Linked DNA regions of Mus musculus: all the other regions are linked to region 1. The links are chromatin contacts, called in public HiChIP or PLAC-seq and promoter capture Hi-C maps. All regions are on one chromosome and are shown on one strand. Each heading gives the region's core, a stretch centred on a gene start, on an enhancer-like site or on the middle of the called end of the contact. The rest is flanking DNA. Distances are from core to core; before and after follow the strand shown. Region 1 holds the start of Pdcl (phosducin-like). Region 2 overlaps Dab2ip (disabled 2 interacting protein). Region 3 holds the start of Arpc5l (actin related protein 2/3 complex, subunit 5-like). Region 4 holds the start of Nr6a1 (nuclear receptor subfamily 6, group A, member 1). Region 5 overlaps Nr6a1 (nuclear receptor subfamily 6, group A, member 1). Region 6 holds the start of Ttll11 (tubulin tyrosine ligase-like family, member 11). Region 7 has its middle 9.0 kb from the start of Gm39798.

Region 1 (2,975 bases), core at 296-2,795:
TTATAGTACTAAAATGCTGAGCCATCTCTCCAGCCCCTCTCGTCCTCCACCTCCTCCACACACTTCTACAACAGAGACTGCAGCTTACACATGTTCTTGAAACTAAGCTCAAGGTCCTCAGAGCAGCAGATGGTCTTCTTGGTTGATGAAAGAACTCAGTGGGGAAACCCCCACTCAGCTCCCGATTCGGCGTGCACCCAAGAATCACGAATAGAACACAACACCTTGATGTAACAACAAGAGGTTTTTAATGGCGGAGCTCCGGGTCGAAACGTATCTCACATAACAGGAGACAGTGGATTCGACCACGAGGCTTGGAAGCTAGGGGTTTTTATAGAAAAGGAGTGGGGCTGGGGGAGGAATTGGCGCGGTTTCACATGATTGGTCCATTTAAACATCAGCAGCCTGTAACATTTAACTTAGGTCAGAGGGGTGGGAGCTAGGGAGGCGATGGGCTTGCCCGGGCATGTCCTGGTCTGTTCTGCTATGTTCTCAGCCCCAGGTTTCAAAGCTCAGAAACAACTCTTTGGGCTATTTAACATACATTACATGAATTACAGTTTTATTTCCTTTCAGTTGACATCTTTCCAAAGAGACGGTCCAGGAAAAGCCCCAGGTCCCATTTGAGTTTTTCTCCACTCCAGCTCTTGCCTAGCCCTCAGGTTAGGTCTCCAGGTTAACTTGGGGGCACTGGGCACCCTTCAACCTGGGGGCCACAGTATGTTATCCCTGCACAGAACTTGCATGGCAGGGGTAGCAGTGGGGGTGGGATGGCATGGGGAGGTACCTTGCATTTCTGAGTCTAGCCCAAATACTAGCCCAATCCTGGGCCAAATGGGTGGACGTTGGAAGCTTAGTCAGGTCTGATGGCTCATCCAGCTCTCCCACTCCATCACCCCCACCACCCAGTTGGGGCAAGAAGATGAAATTCTAAAATGTGAACATAGACAAATTTGCAGTAACATCTAGGTGGTCCTAGAAACAGGAATCAAGAAACCCCCTTTTCAAATTAAGAGCCCTATCTTAAACGCTGCATTTTATACAAATCGAGCAAATTTGATATGTTTTAATTAGCACACGGTTTAATTTGCAATCTCACAGTTGTGTACAAGACACGCCAACTAAGCAGTTTGAAATCATTTGAGGTTTAACAAAAGTTTTCAAACATAGGGTAGTTTCCTTGACTTTTTTTTTAATCTAGAATTTTCAAAGGTAATCATTATACATAACTGTTGTAAACTCTGTAAACTACAGAGTCAACTATTTGACTAACATTAGTTGATAAGAGTTATTCAAATTTCTTCAGTTGTCCATGCTCGTTTCCAGTCCAGCAATCCAATTCAGGTTGTCATACAACTTCTGTTCTTTGAGTTACTTATTCTTGAAGAAGTTAATGTTTTCGAGTTATTTTTCGCCTTAATATTCCTTTGTAATTTGTCTCGAAACTTGGAACGTAAGTTAATAAAAATTTCATATTTAACTAGAAATACACATCTACGAGTTTTGTCCTAAGCTAAGACCCGTAGCTCCTCCTCAGACGCCGAGATAAGCTTCTTGTGATTGGGTAGCGTGCGTCCGCCGCGACGCCGGAAGGCCGTGTGATTGGTCCGCAGAGTCCACGGCAGCTTTTTCTCTGTCGCTCAAGGCTTTCGGCCACTTCTCTTTCTCTAGGCGAGCGTCCTTTGTTGGTGACAGGAGCTGCTAGTCTAGAAGGAGCAGACTGAGCGAGGCGAGGTAACTAACTGCGCAGGCGTCGGCAAGGAGGAAGCGGCGGGCCTAGACATGGGTGGGGCAGGAGTTTACGCGCCTTGGGCGAACTACTTTGCTTCCCGGCTCCTGGATCCCAATTCCTCTGTACTTCTCAAATTCCTTTGGAGACTCGGAGCGTCCCTCCTCAGTACCGCCCTCTTCACTGTGCCCTCCCCTGCCCTGTCCTCCTCGCTACTCCGCCTCCTCAGCCCCACCTTCCTTATGGCTCCGCCTTCTCCACTCCGTCCTTACAGCTCTGCTTTACTTAACATCCTGTCCCTGCCCTTTTGTCCCATAAGCTCCGCCTTCCTGGAAGCTTAGCCCCGCCCTTCTGTGTTCCACTTGTGCAGCCCTGTCTTCTTCACTGTCCTACTTTCTCTTAACACTCTTAACTGCCTCTCTTGGAAGCCTTTCACTGGCCCTGCCCATATCACTGCTCCTCCTTTTCTGTGCCTCTCCTTAGCTCCACCCTCTTCATGATCCTCCACCTCTTCAAGTTTACTATCCCCACTTGAGGTTTACTTTCTGCACTGCGGGTGCATGCCACTTCTGTCTGCCAGTGTTCTCACCTCTCAGCAGCCCAGTCTCCTCAGTACACTCCTCCTCTTCTGGCCCCGTTTTTCACTCATCGGACCGAGTTGTGGCCCTCTGGCACATCCCAGACAAGGAAATTGTAAAAGTTTTCTTCCTTCCCCTGGTGCTGGCACTTTCCTCTTGGTTGCTGTTCAGCGTGCACAGTGCTCTGTCCTGACTGGAATCTGCTGTGTGGGAGAGAGGTAAATTGTAATAGAGTAAATACCATATGTTAAGTCTCTTCTGAAGGCAGCGCAGTGTTGATATTTGGTATGCTTAGAGGAAGGACGTTTTTGTTTGTTTGTTTTTGTTTTTGACTAGTCATTCCTGCCGGAGTCTTTTTTTAATTTATTTTAATTAATTAATTAATTTTTTTTTTTTTTTTTTTTTTTTTTTTTGAGACAGGGTTTCTCTGTGTATCCCTGGCTGTCCTGGAACTCACTCTGTAGACCAGGCTGGCCTCGAACTCAGAAATCTGCCTGCCTCTGTTTCCCAAATGCTGGGATTAAAGGCGTGGGCCACCACTGCCCTGCGCTACTGGAGTCTTAAACAGACTTCTAAAGCACTGAACTGTACCTTTTCCCAAAACATCTGGGTCCTAGGTGTTCTTTAACCATCTGGCTCTTATTTAAGTTTTGTCGTGGAGACTTGCT
Region 2 (2,975 bases), core at 275-2,774, 1.7 Mb after region 1:
TGAATATGCTTGGCCCACAGGAATGGTACTGTTAAGAGGTGTGGCCTTGCTGGATTAGGAGGTGTGGCCTTGCTGGAGGAAGTGTGTCACTGTGAGGGTAGGTTTTGAAATCCTCCTCTTAGCTGCCTGAAGAACTCAGTCTTCTGTTTGCCTTCAAAACAAGATGTAGATCTTCTCAGCTCCTCCAGCACCATGTCTGCCCAGATGCTACCATGTTTTCCCCCTCCCATGATGACAATAGACTGAACCTCTGAACCTGTAAGCCAGCCCCAATTAAATGTCCTTTATAAGAGTTGCCATGGTCATGGTGTCTCTTCACAGCAATAGAAACCCTAAGACACTGTGCAACTACACTGTATTCAAAAAAAACTTAGGTGTCTATAACAGGCCAAGGTCTCAAGCCATATGCCTACCTTCACAAGAGAAGAGCCAGCACCCTAGGAAAAGCCTTAACCCTGGGCTACCAGCCACATTACATACATCACCTCAAAGACTCTTCAAAAGCCCAAGGGACAATGCTGACCTCAGCCTACAAAGAAACAGAGGCCAAGATTCCCACCCTTGAAGTGTTCTCTCGTCCGTTTCCTTAGCTGAGAAAGGAGGGACTCTTGTCCCAAGAAGAGAACAACAGGACTGGGCACACAATGAAGAACAAGATGGGGACTCACTTCCTAGGTCTTTTGAGTTGTGATGGAGGTTAAGAGGTGTCCCCCTAAAAACCACAAGCTTCCGTTCCAGCCCTGGTCCCACACTCTGGGCTGCTGGCTGGCATCCCTCTGCCTGTCCCGCCTGTACAGGCCCACTGCTCACTGGCCTGCCCCACCCCAGGGACTCCTGCCATATGTCCTCAGCAGGCTTCCAATGCCTGACTACTCTGCCTTGGTTCAACCAAGTTCAACATCCAGCTTCAAGACCTTTCTTCCATCAAGTGTTTCTCAGATCCCCTGAGTAAACAGGGACATCTGCCAGGCCATGTTGGGAAATGTATCACGTTGTAGTTCCTTTGCCAGGTAGGGGACTTCCTGTGGGTAGGCTGTGTTTGTCTTATCTTAGCCCCAGTGCTCAATGCCCAAGACCCCAGCAGCCAAGTTCAGCCATATCTGATGGAGGACAGATCAGCTAAGAGAAGAACAGACCGCCTCAGTTCAGATGCTGTTGAAGGGGCCATTCACTAGGAGAGGTGTTAAATATGATTCAAAAGTAGGTGAGCAAGATACTCTTTGCCTGTTCAAGGCTAATTCCTAAATTTTCCCTGAAGCCCCCCATCTGAATGCTCTTTATCAAAGAGAAGACCCTATGGGGCTCACTGAATCTTCTGTGGCATTATTTTGGTCCATCCACCTGGTCCTTTTGAGACCTTTTCAAACTTGGCAAGTTCTGTTGCCCCACAGTAGCTCTAGGAACAGAGCCTAGTCAATGTACATTCCATCGAATGGAGTCACACACTTCCTGGGAAACAGATCTTCAGTCGCTCACGGGCTAGCCAGATCACATAAGATCTACACTGAACTTTGCTGCTAAGCAGGTCTGACCAGGGCCTACAGCCTTCAGGGAAGAAGAAGGGAGTGATTCAACAGCCATCCCCACCTGCAACAGTCTACTGAATTTGCTCTTCTACCTAATATGGATCAGTCCATTTCCTCCTCTCTCCCCTCACAGCCCCTGTGCTAATCAAGCCCCATAGGTCCCAAGCTAATAGCCAGACACACATCAAAAATCACTTTGGCAAATGAACAAGACACCTGCTACCACTCTTCCTTCACTTCTAACAAAATCCTATCATTTAACGCCCAGCCCATGTAGTCTCTAATCTCTCTAGGCAAGCAGCCCACATCCATGTTGCCTATGGCCTATCCACGGCACAATGCCTGCCTGTGTCCCTCTAATTCTCACCACGGCCTTGTCAAGACTAAGGCACAGCACCCTATACAAGAGAAATAACTTGCCTAACTTCTTGTGGGAGATCCCACTATAGCTCAGAGGAGCCCAAGGTTGACTCTGTTAGTATATGCGACGGGCCCAGCCTGGCCTTTCACTCACTCCATAGAAGCCATTGGGCACTAGGGAGGACAAAGGCAAGAGGCAGGGCTCACCGCTATTTGTGAGCCACTCATTCCACAGTCCAGGAAACGTAGGCATGGGCAAGGGGGAGCTGCTGTTGCAGGCAGAACCAGCCCCAACAGCAGCTTATTGTAAGGCCCAGAAGCAGGAACAAGGGGGCATTGTCTGGCTCCTGGGGCACAGCCTTATCCGATAGCCTGCCCGCCAGCCCACAAGCTGTTTTTCAACTCTGATCTTTTTCTCTTAAAAGGTTAAAGACACAGAAGTTTCCCATTATTTCAATGAAGGAGGGGGGTCCCAAAAATGAAAAACAAAACTTTTAACAATTGAGAAGGTCACTTGACCAGGAGTAGGCTCATTGGCTATGGGGTGGGTGGGTTTACAGTAAGACTGTTGGGTAAAGGGGGGAGGGCTCAAGGTCACCTCCAAACCTAAAAGGGACAGAGAAAGCAGTTGTGTGTGACCCAGGACATAACTGGGATGGGGAGAAGCCAGCTCAGTGCAGGCAGGCTGTCTGCAAACGGGGTAGTGAGAGGACAGGAGCAGGCCAGGAGACCCTTTAAGACATTGACAGGGGCAGGAGAGATGCGTCAGAGGTGAAGAACATTGGCTGCAATTCCAGAGGACCTGGGCTCAATTCCCAGCACTCACATGGCAGGCAGTTCACAATCATCTGTCACTTCAGTTTCAGGAAATGCAGTGCCCTCTTCTGACCCCCACTGGCACCAGACACACATGTGGCGTCCACTTATGCATGCACATGAAATACTCATGGCGGAGCAGCACCTGCACTACCGGGTAACGGGGCAGACAGGTAGGAAGTGAGCCTGGGGGCAAACATGCCCACGTGAAGGAACACTACTGGATGCCAGCGGGCAGCACAACTGGTCTGAGGATCAGCTGCCAGCTGTAGC
Region 3 (2,975 bases), core at 303-2,802, 1.6 Mb before region 1:
CTCTTCTATAAGCTAAGCCAATGCCTCTAAGCTGCCTAAGAAAGAAAGAAAGAGAGAGAGAGAAGAAAAAACAGCCAGGGACTTCAGCAAGGCCCAGCAACAACACCAAAGCAGAAGCTGACAGATCCCAGTCTCTTCATCAATATAATTAGGATTCTGGCCCAAATGCATCGTTCTGGAGCCTTGTCAACAGTACCTGCACATAAACCAGTCAGTACCCTGCACCATTCTAAAAACCAATCTTCCCTCTAGGGGCCTTCTCATGACCCAATTTAACCATCAGAATGGTGCAGGAAATAAGTTTGAAATCTCCACATTTCAAAAACATATTCTTGTTCAGTCTAAAAGGGTTGTTTTCAAGATATATTAGAGGAGCACTATAGGACTCCTCCCAAAAGCGGTACACCTGACTTCCCAGGCTGAGTCAACTGATTAAACAGCCAGAACCTGATTTATATACAGCAAGAGCCTCCAACCCTACCCTGGCAAGTGCGGGGGAGGGGTACACACTTCCTGTCAAGCTATTTGAATAAAGAAAAAAAAAATCTTCCTGTGAGAATAAATCAGTTTCCTGTGGTGCTCAAACTGCTAAGAGACCAAGCCAGCTGTGACAATCACCTCTATTTTTACTCTTCTGTTCTAAATGCTTGTTTTCTGTGGCCACCAGCAGTCATTTTCAGTCGTGGGGAGCCACTTTTACATTTGACACTGTATGGTGTTTTTGAGCTCTGAATCACTAGCTTTTTCCACGCTTTCTGCACAAGGCGGTTAATGGCAGAGTCGCATTACTTGTTGAATGTACTTGGTCCATAAAGGCGCAAAACCCAACGTGCTGAGGAAAGTGGCGACAGGTGAGAAAAGGTAGCAGGCCATATCACACCTGAGGGCTGGACCTTAAAGCACACCTCCCCCACCTCCGCCCTCTAGTCAGTCTTCCTCCAACCATCCACCCACCTATTTTCACGCCGGGCTACAATCGGGCCCAAGAAAGCCAGTTAGACAAGCGCAGTAGGGCAGTGGCCCTGGCTGCTCAATGAATCCAAGGTGGTTCACCTCGGTCCCTCCTGAGGGCAGCACCTGGGAATGACCCCGCTTACTATAAGGAGGGATAAAGGGATACCAAGGCCGATGCACGGACACCCAGAAGGATGCGGAGCGCAGCAGAGCAGAGGGAGAGGAGCTCCAGGGCTGCGCTGCTGAGAAAGGCGTAAGGCCAACCACAGACCGGGAGAACCTGGGACTGACAGGAGCCGGGAGGGGCTGGGGTTGGGCGGAGGACCGGGAGACTGGGGCTGGGGTGATCAGGGTGCGAAGGCCGAGCCGGGCCGCCGCGCCGGGAAGGATATTGCCGCAGGAGCCCGTCTACCTCGCAGGGGTCGGGGCCTGGCTCGCCCGCCGCCGCCGCTGCCTCTTCGTGCTCGTCTACGAATTTGTTCTCGTCAAATTCGTCGATATCCACGCGGCGGAAGCGTGAGGACAGTGTGTTCCGGGCCATGGCGGGAGCGCGGCGGCCACTCAGCCGCCTAGGCTTCGCTCTTTCCCGGCTCCCCTCCGCACCGGCTCCGCTTGGGGGCGGGAAGCGGCCGCCAGGCACCGCCTCCCCTCCTCCGCGCGCAGCCGCCGTCGCCCGCCCACTTCCGGGATGCGCCGGAACCGGAAGCTCTTGTGGGCGGAACTGCGCCGTGGGATCGTGGAATGCTGATGAAGTGGTGTCAGGCGTTGCAGCCGTAACTCTGTCCTCTCCGAAGCCGGGCTGCTGGTATAGCCAGCGCTTCTGTCCGCTCCGGAGGAAGAAATCTTAGAGCTAAGGGATGGCAGGGAGTGACGCGCAGTGCCGGAGTCTCTTAAGCACTGACCCACAAGAGGACCCACTTTGTTAAAAGTAAACGGCTTTAAAGGCGTTGATGTGTAACCCAGGGGCTGGCAGGACGCTTGATAACATCCTTTCTTGAGGATGTAACGACTCCTGCGGGCGTTCCGAAAATTAAAGAGGATTCTGTGGCCACCTGTACTCCTGACTGAAGAGGCATATTTTAGGAGGCGAAAGCTGCAGAATCCCCAGGATTCTTTCTATTTCAGACGTAGGCTAAAATGAATCTTTTCTTGTAACTATATGAAAACTATTTAATAAAAAATATTAAAAAAAAAGAAAACTATTACATTTTAACCTAGTAGAACTCGAGCAAAAAAAATTAGGTGAGACATGGTTTTGCTCCTGCTACACATAGCGAGTAATGTGGCACATGCCTTATTCCAGCCCTTAGGAAGCAGTGGCAGGGGGTTCTTGTGAGTTCTAGATAGTTTTGACTACATAGTTCTAGATCAGCCAAGACTACAGAGTGAAACCCTGTCGGGAAATTTAAAAAAGAAAAAAAGTGCTATTCTTGGAGACCTGGGTTCAGTTCCCAGCATCCACATAGCAGCTCACAGTGCTCTGCGACTCCACCTCCAGGGAGATCCAGTCACCTCTGCCGGCACAGCACATACATGGTACATGTAAAATTTAAAAATGTAAGGGCTGTCTTAATTACATCAGGGATGGCAAAGTACAGTGCCTGTAAGTTTTTTGTCTTCAAAGATGGGGAATGTAATTGGGAATTCAAAAATATTGTGAATCCTGGGTTTAATCCTAGCACTACAAAAAATGTCCAGAAATATGATGTATATTTGTAACTCTAGTAGAATCCTGGTCATCTTTAGACTTCCATTTAAAACTAATCCACACTCGGTTCATTTCTCCTTATCCCATTTACAAAAGGCTTATTCATTCTATCCAACCAGTATCCCCATCCTGGGCCTGAAAAGCATTAAACCCTCAGAGACCTTCAAGACTGGCTCTGGAAACAGGCACACAAACACATGGCTTAACTCAGCTTGGTACTTAAGAGCACTTAGGATACAAGGGTACGCTGCTACACTTGGGATGGGAGGTGACTAAAAAATGTTCATTACAGTACCTTTTTTGTTTTTTTGGT
Region 4 (2,975 bases), core at 263-2,762, 1.6 Mb before region 1:
GAGCACCAATATCAGAGCTACCTCAATGAACAGGTGTGGGAGCTTTAAACCACACAGCATTAGTGTCAATCTCTCATAACAGCTGCTGGCACAGACTAAGGATGGACCAGGCCAATTAATATTGATAATGGAAAGTGCAGGAAGGCTTGGCAGAGCCTTCTCAATAGCAGGTAAGGGAAGAGGCATGGGAGCAACGTGGGCAGGAATCGGAACAGGTTAGATTTCATAAGCCAAGTAAAGACTTCTAAACAATTAAGTAAAGAATGACTCACAAGAGCCAGAGGATTCCAGGGGCACATGGGGCAGAATGAAGTGACAGAATGAAACCGCTTCGATACGGCCCATTAGAGGAAAGCCCAGCAAAGCACCAGAGTTCTTTGATTTATAGTAAGCTAGATAGCATTTAAGTTCTAGACTGAAACTTAATAAGTCTTTTCCTAAGGGAGGTGTGTGTGTTGTATAGTGTGTGTGTGTGTGTGTGTGTGTGTGTGTGCGCGGGTTGTGTAGTGTGTGTGTGTGTGTGTGTGTGTGTGAGAGAGAGAGAGAGAGAGAGAGAGAGAGAGAGAGAGAGAGAGAGAGAGAGAGAGAGAGAGAGAACGCGCGCGGGGCATTTCTGAAAATCACCACCACCCCTAATCCTGAGAGCCCCATGGCCGCGCGCCACCTGGTGGCAGCGGGAGGTGGGCCCTGGAGGAGGAAGGGGAGAAAATCCAGGATTTTATTTGGTGGGAACTTCTGTAAACTGAGGCGATAGCGTGTATGTGAGAGTTGGTCTCTTATCACTGGATCCGATTCTTATTACACCTCTCATTTTTGAGACAGGTATACTGAACAGGAGTGGGAAGGGGAACACTCCGGGAAAGGGACATTCTTAAAACAGAACTCTTTAAGACACAAGGAGTCAGGGGTCTCAAGTTTTCTTTGGTGGCATCAGTGGAAGTGATCTTAGTTTGTCCATCTGTTCTATGGGCAGGGTGCGGGGAATGAAAGAGGAGGAAGAGAAACTTTAATCTTTCCCGCCCACCCGGAGGTAAAGGGGCTTTAAACACTTCTCCGGAAAGCAGAGTTGTATAGATTCTATTTGCATACGAACGCAGTCACCTCGGGTTAAACTCGGGTCCTTTAATCTCTGGTCCAATTTGTCGCTCAGCCCGGGAGGAAAGCCCTCATGAGTACCTACACACCCCGCCCCCTGGGGCCTTCCCCCACAGGGCTGGGCTTGGTTGCACGTGCTCACCCGGTTCCCGGTGGATACGCCTCCTTGGAAAGGCTCATTATTAGTGTGGGGAAATAGTTGGAATCATAGAGCACTATGATCACGAATAAGTTACAATAGAGAGAAAACTCTGACATAGCCGTTTATTATATTAATATATTAGAAATTTTATTAGAGTTTGTAATAGTGATAGGTTTGGGTTCTCCCTACTTAGGTCTTCCTGTTTTTTTTCCATCACCCCTTTATTTGGTAGAGTCCCGTGTGGGCAGCCTCGTTGGGAGGACTACATTTCCCAGAATTCCTCACGGGCATGTGCGTGGCAGCGGCGCGTGACGTCAGAGGAGGGAGCTGGCCAGTGCTGAGGGGGCGCGGCGCGGAGGGGCGCGGAGCCGGGCGGCTCAGGGGCCCAGAGAGTGCGGCGGCCGAGAGCCTGCCGGCCCCTGACAGCCCCCTCCCCCCGTGGAAGACCAGGACGACGACTACGAAGGCGCAAGTCATGGCGGAGCAGCGAAGCCCGAGAGGGCCCTGAGCACCGCCGCATGGAGCGGGACGAACGGCCACCTAGCGGAGGGGGAGGCGGCGGGGGCTCGGCGGGGTTCCTGGAGCCGCCCGCCGCGCTCCCTCCGCCGCCGCGCAACGGTGGGTAAGGGGCCTTCTGAGCCCGGGCGGTGCCAACGCCCGCGACCCCCTCTTTCTCTAAGCTGACTCTAGCTCCGGGATGCCGGGCAGCTCCTCAGTGAGGACTCCACCCTGGGCTCGCACTCTCCAGGCAGGGTCCCCGGTCCCCTCTGCTCGGACCCTCCCCTCCCCCCGTCCCCTCTGCGCCAACCCTTTCTCCTCCCCCAGGAGGCCCTGGTGCACGGAGCACCCTCTCTTCCTTCACCAGGGAGCTCGCAGACTCCACACCTTTGCGCCCTGCACCTATCCTGGAGCGTTTTCCTCCTCCACTGTCCCGAGCTTCCTCCCAGCCCGTGAGCCTCCGCCTCTGGGCAGACCGGTAATGGTCCTTCTCGGACCTCGGTGCTCACTCCTGTCCCCTGGCCTTCCTTTACTCAGACTCATTCTTCTAGGCGACGACTTTCTGCTGGCTCAGGTCTCCAGCGGGATCCTGGGGCACCGGGACACCTGCCTTTTCCCGGCGTTTGCCGGACGCTTCCCGCGCCGCCCAGCCTATCTCTTCCGGGGTGCTGAGAATTCCTCACCTGGCCCGGCCGCTTGCGTCCCCTTGTTCCCAGCCCAGTCCTCAGGTTCCTCCGGGCTGGCTCTCGCTCCCTCCCTGGCTCAATGTTTTATTTGTTTCTGTTTGATATCCCCCCCCCTCGGTGTTTGCGGCGGAATGTTTTTATTGGTAAAGTGTAAGGAGCTTTTGTGAGGTCGTAAAAGGTGAACTTTTGAACTTGGAAAGCGCCCTGGAGCAATTAGCGCAGGCGATAGCCCCGGGAGGCCTGCATTACAAAGGGTGCTCGTTGCGGCAGGCCAACGCTCCCGCGGCAAACCCGATTTATTTATTTATTTGCCCTGCCTTCCACCTTTCACATCTCCTCATTTCCGAATAAAGGGCAGGCTCTCAGAGATCCCTGCCTCCTCCCCTCTCTGCGCCATAAACGCGCAATTCTCTGGAAGATCTAGGACCCGAACAGTGTCTAACAAGTAACAGATTTCAGATTGAATGCAAACACTGGGGACAGTTAGGAGGCACTAAAAATTAATTGCTTTGGCAAGAAGTTTCTCAATCAGGACAGTGACCTGGCAGGTGTGG
Region 5 (2,975 bases), core at 273-2,772, 1.5 Mb before region 1:
AAGAAAACAAGTTGCCTTCAAATTAGGAACCCACCTAAGTTATACCAGAATTGGTTAATCTTTTTTAATTATAGGTTTAAAATGGTACTATAATTTACAATTCTCATTTATCTATAAACAGTTATTTTAAGTATCTTCAATATACCTGAAAAAGAAAATCTCGATAGGATTGCGTTTACATTTCTCCTCTCTCACAGGTACTATGAAATGGAGAGAGAGCCTTTTATGTTTCTTTTTGTCTTAAACTCAGACAGCTTTGTAAGCAGTAGTGTGTAGATTACAAGAGTTAGACAAAAGCAGGCGAGACTGAGAAGAGTGGAGGGGGGGTTGCTTGGGGCACTTCCTGTCACTCAACACATTCCAGATCACTAAAAAATTTCCACACACTGCATTCCCTCTTGCCCACTCAAGTTCCCAGTATTTTCTGATTCTGTGTGCTGCTGGTGTCTCTTGTGCTCCTTTCTTTCCATGGCTCTGCTAAGACTGCTTCAGGGGACACACATTCCTTTAGATTATACAAAGCATAGCTTGGAAAATGGCTGGCAGTTTCAGAATCTAGTCACGATTGCACGCATGAGCACCTCACACATCCATGCCCCCTTTCCCCCCTCCCACCTCCGCAGCTGGCTGACCTGTCTCACCCGCTGCTGGCCTATCGAACGGCCAGGACTGTCTGGTTTTGGCTCATGCCTTTGTCCATGTCTGGCTTAGTTCCTCTCTGTCTATGCTTGCCTTTACCCCCAACGCCCCAGGCGGCACAAGTGTTTGGCCATGCAAAACTACGGATAGAAAAGGTGGTAAAAACTTCAAACTTTGCTAAATTTTCTAACAGTTTATTCTTTTGTTAATTTCTGCCTTATTTAAATATTGTTTTAAGAAAAACAAATAGAAAATTAATTACCTAAAGGCAAAGAATGCAAAGCAACCTTTGTGTTCCTTATAATAACTGACTTAATAACTCTGCAGCTGCGTTATGGGGAGCGTATAAAGCTTCTGTTCCGAGAACAAAGGAGCACGTGCAGAAATGAGCCGAAAAAATCAGTGACAGCATTTCACTACACAAATTACTGAAAAGGTTTTAGTCAAAGCCTCTCAACAGATGCAATTTTAAAATGGTTTTTAGCTGGAAAAAAAATGAAAGTGCTTACCCGGTAAAAGAACCGAAGTAGTCCTGAACTGTTACGTAAGACTTTCTACAGTTGGATCTTTGTCAAAAGGGGAAGGGGGTGATAGAAGAAAGCAGCAACAACAAAAAAGTTGGAGCTGCTGTGGCTAGAGGACAACTTCTGTGCTTCCAGATAGGATTCTTGCTGTAGAAATGGAACTTCAGCCAGCACAGCATCCTGTCCCAGTAGAAAAATGAGTTTGTCAGTTTAAAAAAAAAAAAAAAAAAAAGATCCTGGAGCCCAGGCTAGACAAGGTATTGAACCGCACCAGGTTTCCTTGCAGCCCTGTCTGCTTAGCTCGCATTGAACTATATATGACCCAGATGATGGACAGAAGCACATTCAGTCATGTGCACACTGGAAGAAAGCGGATTTGCTGGTCCCCGCCAGGGCAGGGGTTTGTCTTCTGATTGGGCTGTGCCCTGATCGGTGAAATGTGAAGCCCTCACCATTCAGAGGCCATAATTCAGGACTGGCAGTTTGAGTGTCTGGCTGCTTCTAGTCACTGAGAGAGACTTTGTAGGTGTTGCTTTTGTTTGATGGCATGACCCACGGAGTAGTTGCTTACACCTTATATACATGTCGGGGGAACTAGTCTTTCTAAAATACAATAATGCAGCTGATGCCACAGTTCTAAGCCAGCCTATTGTTGATAAATTGTGCTGTAACTAAACTAATTGTTTGATTTAGCCAGCTTCCTCTCCAGACCATGGACCTGATTTTGCAGTTTGATAAGGTAATTATAAAAGTGGTGTTTGAAGCAGAAATGGTGTGTTCCTGTAGTAAGTCTAGCATTTGAGAGGCAGAAGTAGGAAAGATTGTGAGTTTTAGGCCAAATTTAGCTACATAGTAGCATAGTATATAGGAAGGAAGGAGGGAAGAGGGAAGTTTTATAGATCTAAATTATACCTAATGAAAAGCGAATAAACAGCAGAGAAGTGAGTTTTTAGATTTTAGAGTGTTTGAACATATGAGGAAGTAGCTTTAAATCTCTTATTATTCCTTTTTGGGATCACCCTTTAGTCATACAGGGGATTTTGGAGATGGGTAGTATAAAAGCATAGACTCCATCAAGCTGTGGCCTAGCCTTTAAACTTGCAACACAGCCTTAGCTGGCAGTCTTTAGATGAATTATCTAAACTAGGGTCCTTCAGGTTCACCAGCTGTTTTTCTGAGCCACTAGGAAACCAGGTTGCCATAAAGGACTGTCAGTTGTGATGTTGTTTAGAAAAAGGCAGTTACTTTATTTAATTAAATTGACTTTTTTTTTTAATTGATGTAATAAAGTTTCATTATGAGGGGCTGGAGAGATAAATGGCTCAAAGGTTAAGAATACAGGTTACTCTTCCGGAAGAACCATCTTCAATTCCCAGCACCTAAGTGGTAGCTTATAACAACCTGTAACTCTAGTTCCAAGGATCTAATGCCCTCTTCTGGCCTTCTCTGGCACCTGACACACAAGTGGCTCACATACATACATACAGGCTAAATAATTTTTAAAATTGCATTATAAAACCTTGGTTCTAAGATAAGAAGTCTATTCCATACGGACCCATTTTTATTTTCTTCAGGAATTCCTATCTCCAAGAATTTAATACAATCTAATAAGTATTAGTATTAAATCAGTATTAGGTATAAATACCTTTTCATTCTGTCCATAATTGTGTGTGTGTGTGTGTGTGTGTGTGTGTGTGTACACGCGCGCGCCCATGACAAATAATGTGGGTTGCCTTCCAGGTATATAATGTTTGTTAAAGGCAAACTACTTTGGAGGGAAGATAAAATTGATTTATGAAGAATTTCTCCAGT
Region 6 (2,975 bases), core at 201-2,700, 1.4 Mb after region 1:
TGGGCCTCGAGGCAGCTTGTTCACACACTGAAATTCCCGGCCAAGGAAACAAGACTTTTGGAGAAATGCAGGAGGGGCCATTTTCCCCCAGGACCCTTAAAACTAAATGTGGCAGAACTCACTGAAGTGCAACCACGGCCACTGGTCAGTCCAGGCTGCTGTTACGACTTTCTAACCCCATTTTCTGAAACTTTCAAGTTAACCCAAATGTGGCTCCCTCAGGCAGGAGAGGACCCTCTTCTAGATCAACTCTACATTTTTATGCCTACCTTAGTTGGGTATAGGAGTTCATCACTCAGGAGGCAGAGGCAGGCAGAACTTTGTGAGTTTGATACCAAGTGGTCTATATAGTGAGTTTCAGGACAGCCAGGCCTGCTAAAGAGACCATCTTAACAACAACAAAGTATGGCAGCCATGAAAAACTGAAAGGAGGGGCTCAAAGAAATACTTGTACATGAATGTTAATGGCACTATTAGTCACAAGAGTCAAGGGATTAAAATAACCAAAAAGTCCGCAGAAAGGTCTATGGAAGAATAATTGTGCACGCACACATAGAATATTTGTAAGCTTTATGATGGAGTAAAATTCTGACACCCACTATGATGAAAAACAAAAACAAAAACCTTGTGAAGCCAAATAAGATAAAAACAAGAGGTACCCCAGTAGTTAGATTCAAGGGGGAAATAGACTTGTGGTGACCAGGGCTGTGGGGTGGGAATCCCAGGAGTTAGTTTATGGGTATGCTTTCAATATGAAAAGTTCTGAAGATGAATGGTAGAGATGGTTTGCACCACAGTATGAATGCACTGAATGCCACTGAAGAGTGAATTAAAAATAGATTAAATGAGGGCTGGAGATGAAGGCTCATCTGCCATTCATTTCCTGGAACCACGCAGCAGGTCACATCAGGGAATCTGATGCTCTCTTCTGGCCTCCTTCTCCACCAGGAACATGCATAGTACACATACATACATGTAGGCAAAATTATACACACCACACACATAATAAATTTAAAAATAATTAGTACGTTTTGTTATATGTTTTTATTGTAATAAAAAGTGTTGCCCTCTACAAGTCTAGGAATCTGAAGGGCTTCTCCATCTCATGGGAGAGACCTGAAAACCGACAAAGGTGGCCTCCAGCCTCAGTCTGAGGCTCACAGAAAAGGAGTCGATGAATGTAGTAGGACTGGGGAAACTAAGTCTCGTGTTTGAGGAAGATGCCGCTCTTCCCAAGTCCTTCCCTTTCCAAGCTCGGGAGCGAGACAGGAGCGCAACCTCTTTTACCCTCAGCCCCACTATAAATCATTCCTAGCCAGTCCCTGAGTGCTCAGAAACTCTGCATGTGTGACAAGCTGCCCTCTTCCAAGATGGCTATCGCCACCTCTGTGACAGGCCTGGTCACGTGGACGCGCTCGCTTGTGAGGTCGCCGGGCCCGGCAGGCGATTGTCCCTTGCGGGGCCCCGTCCCGAGGCGGCGACTATCCCTGTCAACCGGGGCCTGAGAGATCATGGCAACGGGCTCGGGCGGGGAGCGCGTGGCGGCGGCGGCGGCGGCGACGGCGGCGGCAGTTTGGTCGCGGGCCGGGACGGCGGAGCAGCGGCGGCGGCGGTGGCTGTGGCGCCGGCACCGGCCCTGAGCGTCATGCGGCGCAGCAGCCCGGAGAAGAAGCCGGAGGCTGAGTGGGAGGCGGACGCGGCGGCGGCGGCGGCGGCGACAGCAGCGGCGACCGAGTCGCTACCGGCGGAGACTGAGAAGCAGCAGGGCGTGGACGCTGGCGCGGCCGGGGATCCAGAGCGCCTGGAGCTGGAGGAGCAGCCCAAGGACGTGGGCCGGATCCCGACCCCGACGCGACGCCACGCGCCCGAGGAAGGAGAGGCCCGCGTCGTCCGGCGGCTGCCACCAGCGCTGCCCCTGGCCCAGCCGAGGCCGGCGGCGCGGGCCCTGAGCCAGCTCGTGAAGGCACGGGGCCGGAGCCGGAGCCGGGTCTACCGGCGGAGCGCAGGCTCGATGCGGCCGGTCACCGTGGACAGCTCCAAGGCCCGCACCTCCCTGGACGCGCTCAAGATCAGTCTTCGCCAGCTCAGGTGGAAGGAGGTGAGGCCCGCCGGCCCGGCGCGTGGGCACAGGGGGGTCGTCCCGAGGCCTGGCCCCCGGAGCCACTTCCCAGGTCAGGTCAGCCCGTCTCTGCTCTGCTCCCCTACAGCTTTTCTTATGTCTGCAGCCCTGGCCTCGTCAAGCTGTAGATCCTGGTTTATCCGTCCTGTCTTCTCCTCTGTTGGCCCCGGGGCCAGGGGCCACCTTTCACTTTCTGCATTTCAGTGATATTTAAAGTTTAGTAAACTTTCATGCTTAGAGTGCCACTCTTGGGCCAGGTTTGTGCTCGCCAGCGCCTCACTACACTCTTCAACTTAGCTGTGCGACCTTGAGCAAGCTACTTTTCTTCTTTTGGTCCCGTTTACCTCGGTAAAGGGAAGCCGGTTCGTTCCGGTTTGGAGCATAGTGCCTAGTGCTTGCACAAGGTTTCAGCAAATGACAACCTACTTTCATCACGATCTTTTACCACCACCACCATCACCACCACCGCAGACACTGATTGGGGGATGTAGCAGGTGACAGTAAGTGGGGGTGAAAGCATGTGTGAGCAGATGAATCACCCTTGAATTCATTTCAGACCTTTTAAGGGACGGGGTGGGACAAAAGCACCAACGAATCCGAGAGGTTTCTATTTTCATTGGCTGAGTAAATAAAGCCAGCTGACTTTATTTACAGCATAGAAACCATTGGTCCACTAAAGATTCCGTGCGCAGAGAGCATGAGGGCTCAGGCTCTGAACTTTGTGCTAAGTGTGGTACAAGTGGTTTAATGAAGTTGGAGACTGGGGAGAGATGGCCACAGGTCCACTATGGTCAGAATGTTGATGTCCCAGTGGAAGAGTTTGGTTTGGAGAGAAACCAAGAATCAGGTGGGGTGG
Region 7 (2,975 bases), core at 335-2,834, 1.3 Mb after region 1:
ATGGGAGCCGGGCCAAGGCAGCTTGACCCTCCACTTGGCCAGGTCATGCAGCCCCCACCCTGTGTCTGCACTGCACTCTCGTCTCTCTGCCAACCAGTTTCAAACTCTTCCAGTCTTGACAACCAGGCTTTCCTGCCCTAGAAGCACCCACAAAGCTCCATCGATCCCCTTTTCTCTGAGAGCTGTGGCCCTGGGTTCAAATCCAGTCTCTGTCTCTTACTAGCTTATGCAACCTTGAGTAAAATCACTTTACCTCTCTGAATTTTTGTTTCCTTTCCCATGAAATATAGGCTGTAAAAGCTACTTGGCAGAGCTGTGGGGATTAACTGAGACACAAGAAACATAGTGGCATGTAGTTTCTTTTTTTCCAGACCTGGGCCAGAACTGGGGGTAAAGATGGAGAACCAGACACCAAAAAGTCCTGATTCAGAAATCCAAGGATTGTTGTTTATAGAACAGACATGAAGCAGGATTCATCACACAGATGCAGAGGTCTGGGCCTGGCACTTGTCACACTTGCAGGTCCCCATTGCCCAGATCTACAGCCACTGAGAGCTTGGCTAGGTCAGGCTCCTCTGGTCTAGAGCACCAGATATGGCCCAGGTGTCATCTTCCCTAGGACAAGGCAGGCTTCTGACTTGGGGGTCTTCCCACTGACCATCCTGAGATATGAGACCCCGCCCCAACTCTCTTGATCTAACCTAAAACCAGAGATTCAGGAAGTAGAAGGGAGGCTGGGTCACTTGTTGGCTGGTAGCACATGTTGTCCCTCATAGGCAACCTTTCTCATGATGGCCCTGTTAGCACCTCTCTGTTCATGCAGGACTAGTGGCCTTGGTCTTTTCCTCTATCTCTCTGACTCTAAATTCTTCTTCTAACAGACCGATACTGTAAACAAGGTAGGAAAACCATGAAGCCCTATGAAGGCAAGAGTTTGTTCTATACATTTCATTCCACAGAATATTAACTGAGAATGTGATACACAGAATGTCATGAGACTCTACAAAGAACCAGCAAGGAAGCATCGCGGGGGTGAGAGGATGAAGGTGTAGAGGAAGGGATCATCTCTTTGCAAGGCCTCACAAGGTGTAGGTGACTTATGGGGAACTAGAACTTCTGTCGCTACTTAAAAGTCCAGAGCAGTTTTCTCTCAAGTCCCAGCCCTGCAATGAGGAGTGAGGAGAGGAGGATCAGGCAGTGAAGGAGGGGGAGAGCTAAAAGGCTTCTCATATTCCCCCCGCATCCCCCTCCAGACTCCCCACCGTGGGGAACGAAATCTCCAGGAAGCTCAGCGGGTGTCCAGGTCCCAGCGCTGATTGCAGGAGATGGCACGAGGGCCCGACGGTTGCCATGGCGACTTCCTGAATCACAGAGCCAGTTCCCGCTGAGGCTCTGGGAAGTCAGATATACCTGGACAGCCCCTGAGGTCCACTAGGACTCTCCAAAAGGGAAAGACTCGTGGAAACGTGGCTTGCCTGCTCACAGAGTAGGCACACGGATTTGTGAGCCACAGTGGCTGCAGGTGTACAGCTGGGGCGCAGTTTTGGGGACACACGAATCTGAGCGCAAAGATCCCCGAACCACACAACGAACCCGTTAAGATGAGAACAAGCGAACGCAGGGTGGCGCTAGAGAACAGGCCAGGGAAGTGCTGAACGTGTGTGTGTGTGTGTGTGTGTGTGTGTGTGTGTGTGTGTGTGTGCGCGCGCGCGCGCGCGCGCATGCCAGAATCTGGTTTTGCATGCCCAGCTAAAGAACTTGGCCCTGAACCTAGAGTTACTGGAGATCCAAGGAGGGCTTTGAATCAGGGAGGTGGCCTGGCTAAACATGAGATCCCTCCAGCTGCCCACAAAGGATAAGTCAGGCAAGCCTGAAGGCAGGGGACCAGTGTAAATGGTGGTCTTCAGCCTGGTTCAGCCTTGTTCCTATTAGTGTTTCCCCTTCTAACACAGGTCATTTGCTGCTGCGTTTGCTAGTGTCTTGTCTCTTCTCTTTTAGGATGTTAGCTCAGAAGATCAGAGTCGATGTCTTCTTTCAGAAGACACTTACTAAGCTCCAAGAAGACACCTGGATGTCAGTGCCTACTAGATATTTCCTGGGCGAATGAATGGCACCTGGGGGAAGGTAGTGAATGAAAGAGAGAAGAGAAGAGATGCAGCGAAGTGTAATGCACAGAAAATGATTGGCTGGACTAAGGTGGAGGCCTCATTCAGATGGGAGATGGGTACCCGAGGTCTCCAAGGACTACTGAGCTGATGGTCTTGGACCCACTCAGAGGAGAGGTCAAATGTCCTTGCAAGACAGAAGTGGAGGGCTGGAGAGGGCAACTGAGGCAGAGAGCATGGCTTATTTATTACTGGGCCTGAGTGCATTGGGAGAGACACAAAGGACGACTTTAAGTGAACATCTGGGACTTTCCCTGACCCTTCTGCAGCAGAGGTCTGTAGCGTCTTCCAATAGAATACAGAACAGGGGGGGCTGGCTCAGTGGATAAGAGCACTGACTGCTCTTCCGAAGGTCCTGAGTTCAAATACCAACAACCACATGGTGGCTCACAACCATCCATAATGAGATCTAATACCCTTTCTGGTGCATCTGAAGTCAGCTACAGTGTACTTACGTATAATAATAAATATATCTTTGGGCTGGAGAGAGCAGGGCAAAGGTCCTGAGTTCAATTCCCAGCAACCACATGATGGCTCCCAAACATCTGTACAGCTACAGTGTATTCATATACATAAAATAAATAAATAAATCTTAAAAAAAAAGAACATAGAACAGGCCTCAAGGGCAAGCAGTGTGTTGCTTACATATTCTAGGAAGAAATAGGAAGGGCTAAGGATGTAGTTCATTGCTGTAGCATTAATACGGTTTTCCCTGTAAACAGCACTAGAGAGAGAGAGAGAGAGAGAGAGAGAGAGAAGGAGAGAGAGAGAGAACAGCAGGGCAGTGTTGGCACACATTTTTAATCCCAG

The links. Promoter capture Hi-C pulls out the DNA fragments that hold promoters and counts their contacts. HiChIP or PLAC-seq counts read pairs in DNA pulled down with a chosen protein or histone mark.
Region 2: a FOXA1 HiChIP or PLAC-seq map of pancreatic cancer cells shows a contact between it and region 1. The contact joins the enhancer-like site here to the promoter of Pdcl in region 1. A contact is called at or near these places in 5 of 39 promoter capture datasets (the 3T3-L1 cell line, 3T3-L1-derived adipocytes, hippocampal neurons and 1 more) and 1 of 115 datasets of contacts at active chromatin or transcription factors (pancreatic cancer cells).
Region 3: a contact with region 1 is called in a promoter capture Hi-C map of pre-B cells, with 5 times the contacts expected there. The contact joins the promoter of Arpc5l here to the promoter of Pdcl in region 1. A contact is called at or near these places in 6 of 39 promoter capture datasets (the C10 cell line, cranial neural crest, liver and 2 more), 3 of 484 Hi-C or Micro-C datasets (CD4 T cells, CD8 T cells and uterus), 3 of 115 datasets of contacts at active chromatin or transcription factors (astrocytes, cardiomyocytes and double positive thymocytes) and 3 of 9 other capture datasets (adipose tissue, liver and macrophages).
Region 4: a promoter capture Hi-C map of pre-B cells shows a contact between it and region 1, with 6 times the contacts expected there. The contact joins the promoter of Nr6a1 here to the promoter of Pdcl in region 1. A contact is called at or near these places in 5 of 39 promoter capture datasets (the C10 cell line, cranial neural crest, liver and 1 more), 3 of 484 Hi-C or Micro-C datasets (CD4 T cells, natural killer cells and uterus), 2 of 115 datasets of contacts at active chromatin or transcription factors (astrocytes and fibro-adipogenic progenitors) and 2 of 9 other capture datasets (adipose tissue and liver).
Region 5: a contact with region 1 is called in a promoter capture Hi-C map of pre-B cells, with 5 times the contacts expected there. The contact joins the enhancer-like site here to the promoter of Pdcl in region 1. A contact is called at or near these places in 6 of 39 promoter capture datasets (the 3T3-L1 cell line, the C10 cell line, the HPC-7 cell line and 3 more) and 1 of 484 Hi-C or Micro-C datasets (pre-B cells).
Region 6: a promoter capture Hi-C map of hippocampal neurons shows a contact between it and region 1, with 12 times the contacts expected there. The contact joins the promoter of Ttll11 here to the promoter of Pdcl in region 1. A contact is called at or near these places in 14 of 39 promoter capture datasets (the 3T3-L1 cell line, 3T3-L1-derived adipocytes, the C10 cell line and 8 more), 2 of 484 Hi-C or Micro-C datasets (CD4 T cells and cortical neurons) and 12 of 115 datasets of contacts at active chromatin or transcription factors (the NIH/3T3 cell line, SST interneurons, astrocytes and 7 more).
Region 7: a contact with region 1 is called in a promoter capture Hi-C map of embryonic stem cells, with 10 times the contacts expected there. The contact joins the enhancer-like site here to the promoter of Pdcl in region 1. A contact is called at or near these places in 5 of 39 promoter capture datasets (the HPC-7 cell line, cranial neural crest, embryonic stem cells and 2 more), 1 of 484 Hi-C or Micro-C datasets (cortical neurons), 5 of 115 datasets of contacts at active chromatin or transcription factors (embryonic forebrain, embryonic stem cells and stem cell-derived neural progenitor cells) and 1 of 9 other capture datasets (embryonic stem cells).

The regions. Positions count from the first base shown.
Region 1 is chr2:37,357,902-37,360,876 of GRCm38.p6, reverse strand. Pdcl (phosducin-like) reads left to right here and starts at 1,545. Exons shown (of 4, transcript NM_026176.3): 1 at 1,545-1,734.
Region 2 is chr2:35,701,955-35,704,929 of GRCm38.p6, reverse strand. All of the region lies in intron 3 of Dab2ip (disabled 2 interacting protein), which reads right to left. Among named protein-coding and RNA genes, the nearest start is that of Dab2ip, 81 kb to the right of the region's middle. Within about 2 kb of position 1,524, at least 78 of the 459 cell types and tissues checked have an H3K27ac peak or open chromatin away from gene starts, as enhancers often do. A contact at or near this core is called in 3T3-L1-derived adipocytes and pancreatic cancer cells, where this site is marked.
Region 3 is chr2:39,006,716-39,009,690 of GRCm38.p6, reverse strand. Arpc5l (actin related protein 2/3 complex, subunit 5-like) reads right to left here and starts at 1,552. Exons shown (of 4, transcript NM_028809.1): 1 at 1,347-1,552. The coding sequence starts at 1,495.
Region 4 is chr2:38,924,998-38,927,972 of GRCm38.p6, reverse strand. It overlaps Nr6a1 (nuclear receptor subfamily 6, group A, member 1), which reads left to right and starts at 1,512. Exons shown (of 11, transcript NM_010264.4): 1 at 1,512-1,855. The coding sequence starts at 1,756.
Region 5 is chr2:38,821,743-38,824,717 of GRCm38.p6, reverse strand. All of the region lies in intron 3 of Nr6a1 (nuclear receptor subfamily 6, group A, member 1), which reads left to right. Nr6a1os (a long non-coding RNA gene) reads right to left here. Exons shown (of 7, transcript XR_866167.2): 1 at 1,149-2,975. Among named protein-coding and RNA genes, the nearest start is that of Nr6a1os, 7.3 kb to the right of the region's middle. Within about 2 kb of position 1,522, at least 299 of the 459 cell types and tissues checked have an H3K27ac peak or open chromatin away from gene starts, as enhancers often do. A contact at or near this core is called in the HPC-7 cell line and pre-B cells, where this site is marked.
Region 6 is chr2:35,978,295-35,981,269 of GRCm38.p6, reverse strand. It overlaps Ttll11 (tubulin tyrosine ligase-like family, member 11), which reads left to right and starts at 1,450. Exons shown (of 10, transcript NM_029774.3): 1 at 1,450-2,098. The coding sequence starts at 1,646.
Region 7 is chr2:36,020,455-36,023,429 of GRCm38.p6, reverse strand. No RefSeq gene overlaps it. Among named protein-coding and RNA genes, the nearest start is that of Gm39798, 9.0 kb to the left of the region's middle. Within about 2 kb of position 1,584, at least 32 of the 459 cell types and tissues checked have an H3K27ac peak or open chromatin away from gene starts, as enhancers often do. A contact at or near this core is called in cortical neurons and embryonic stem cells, where this site is marked.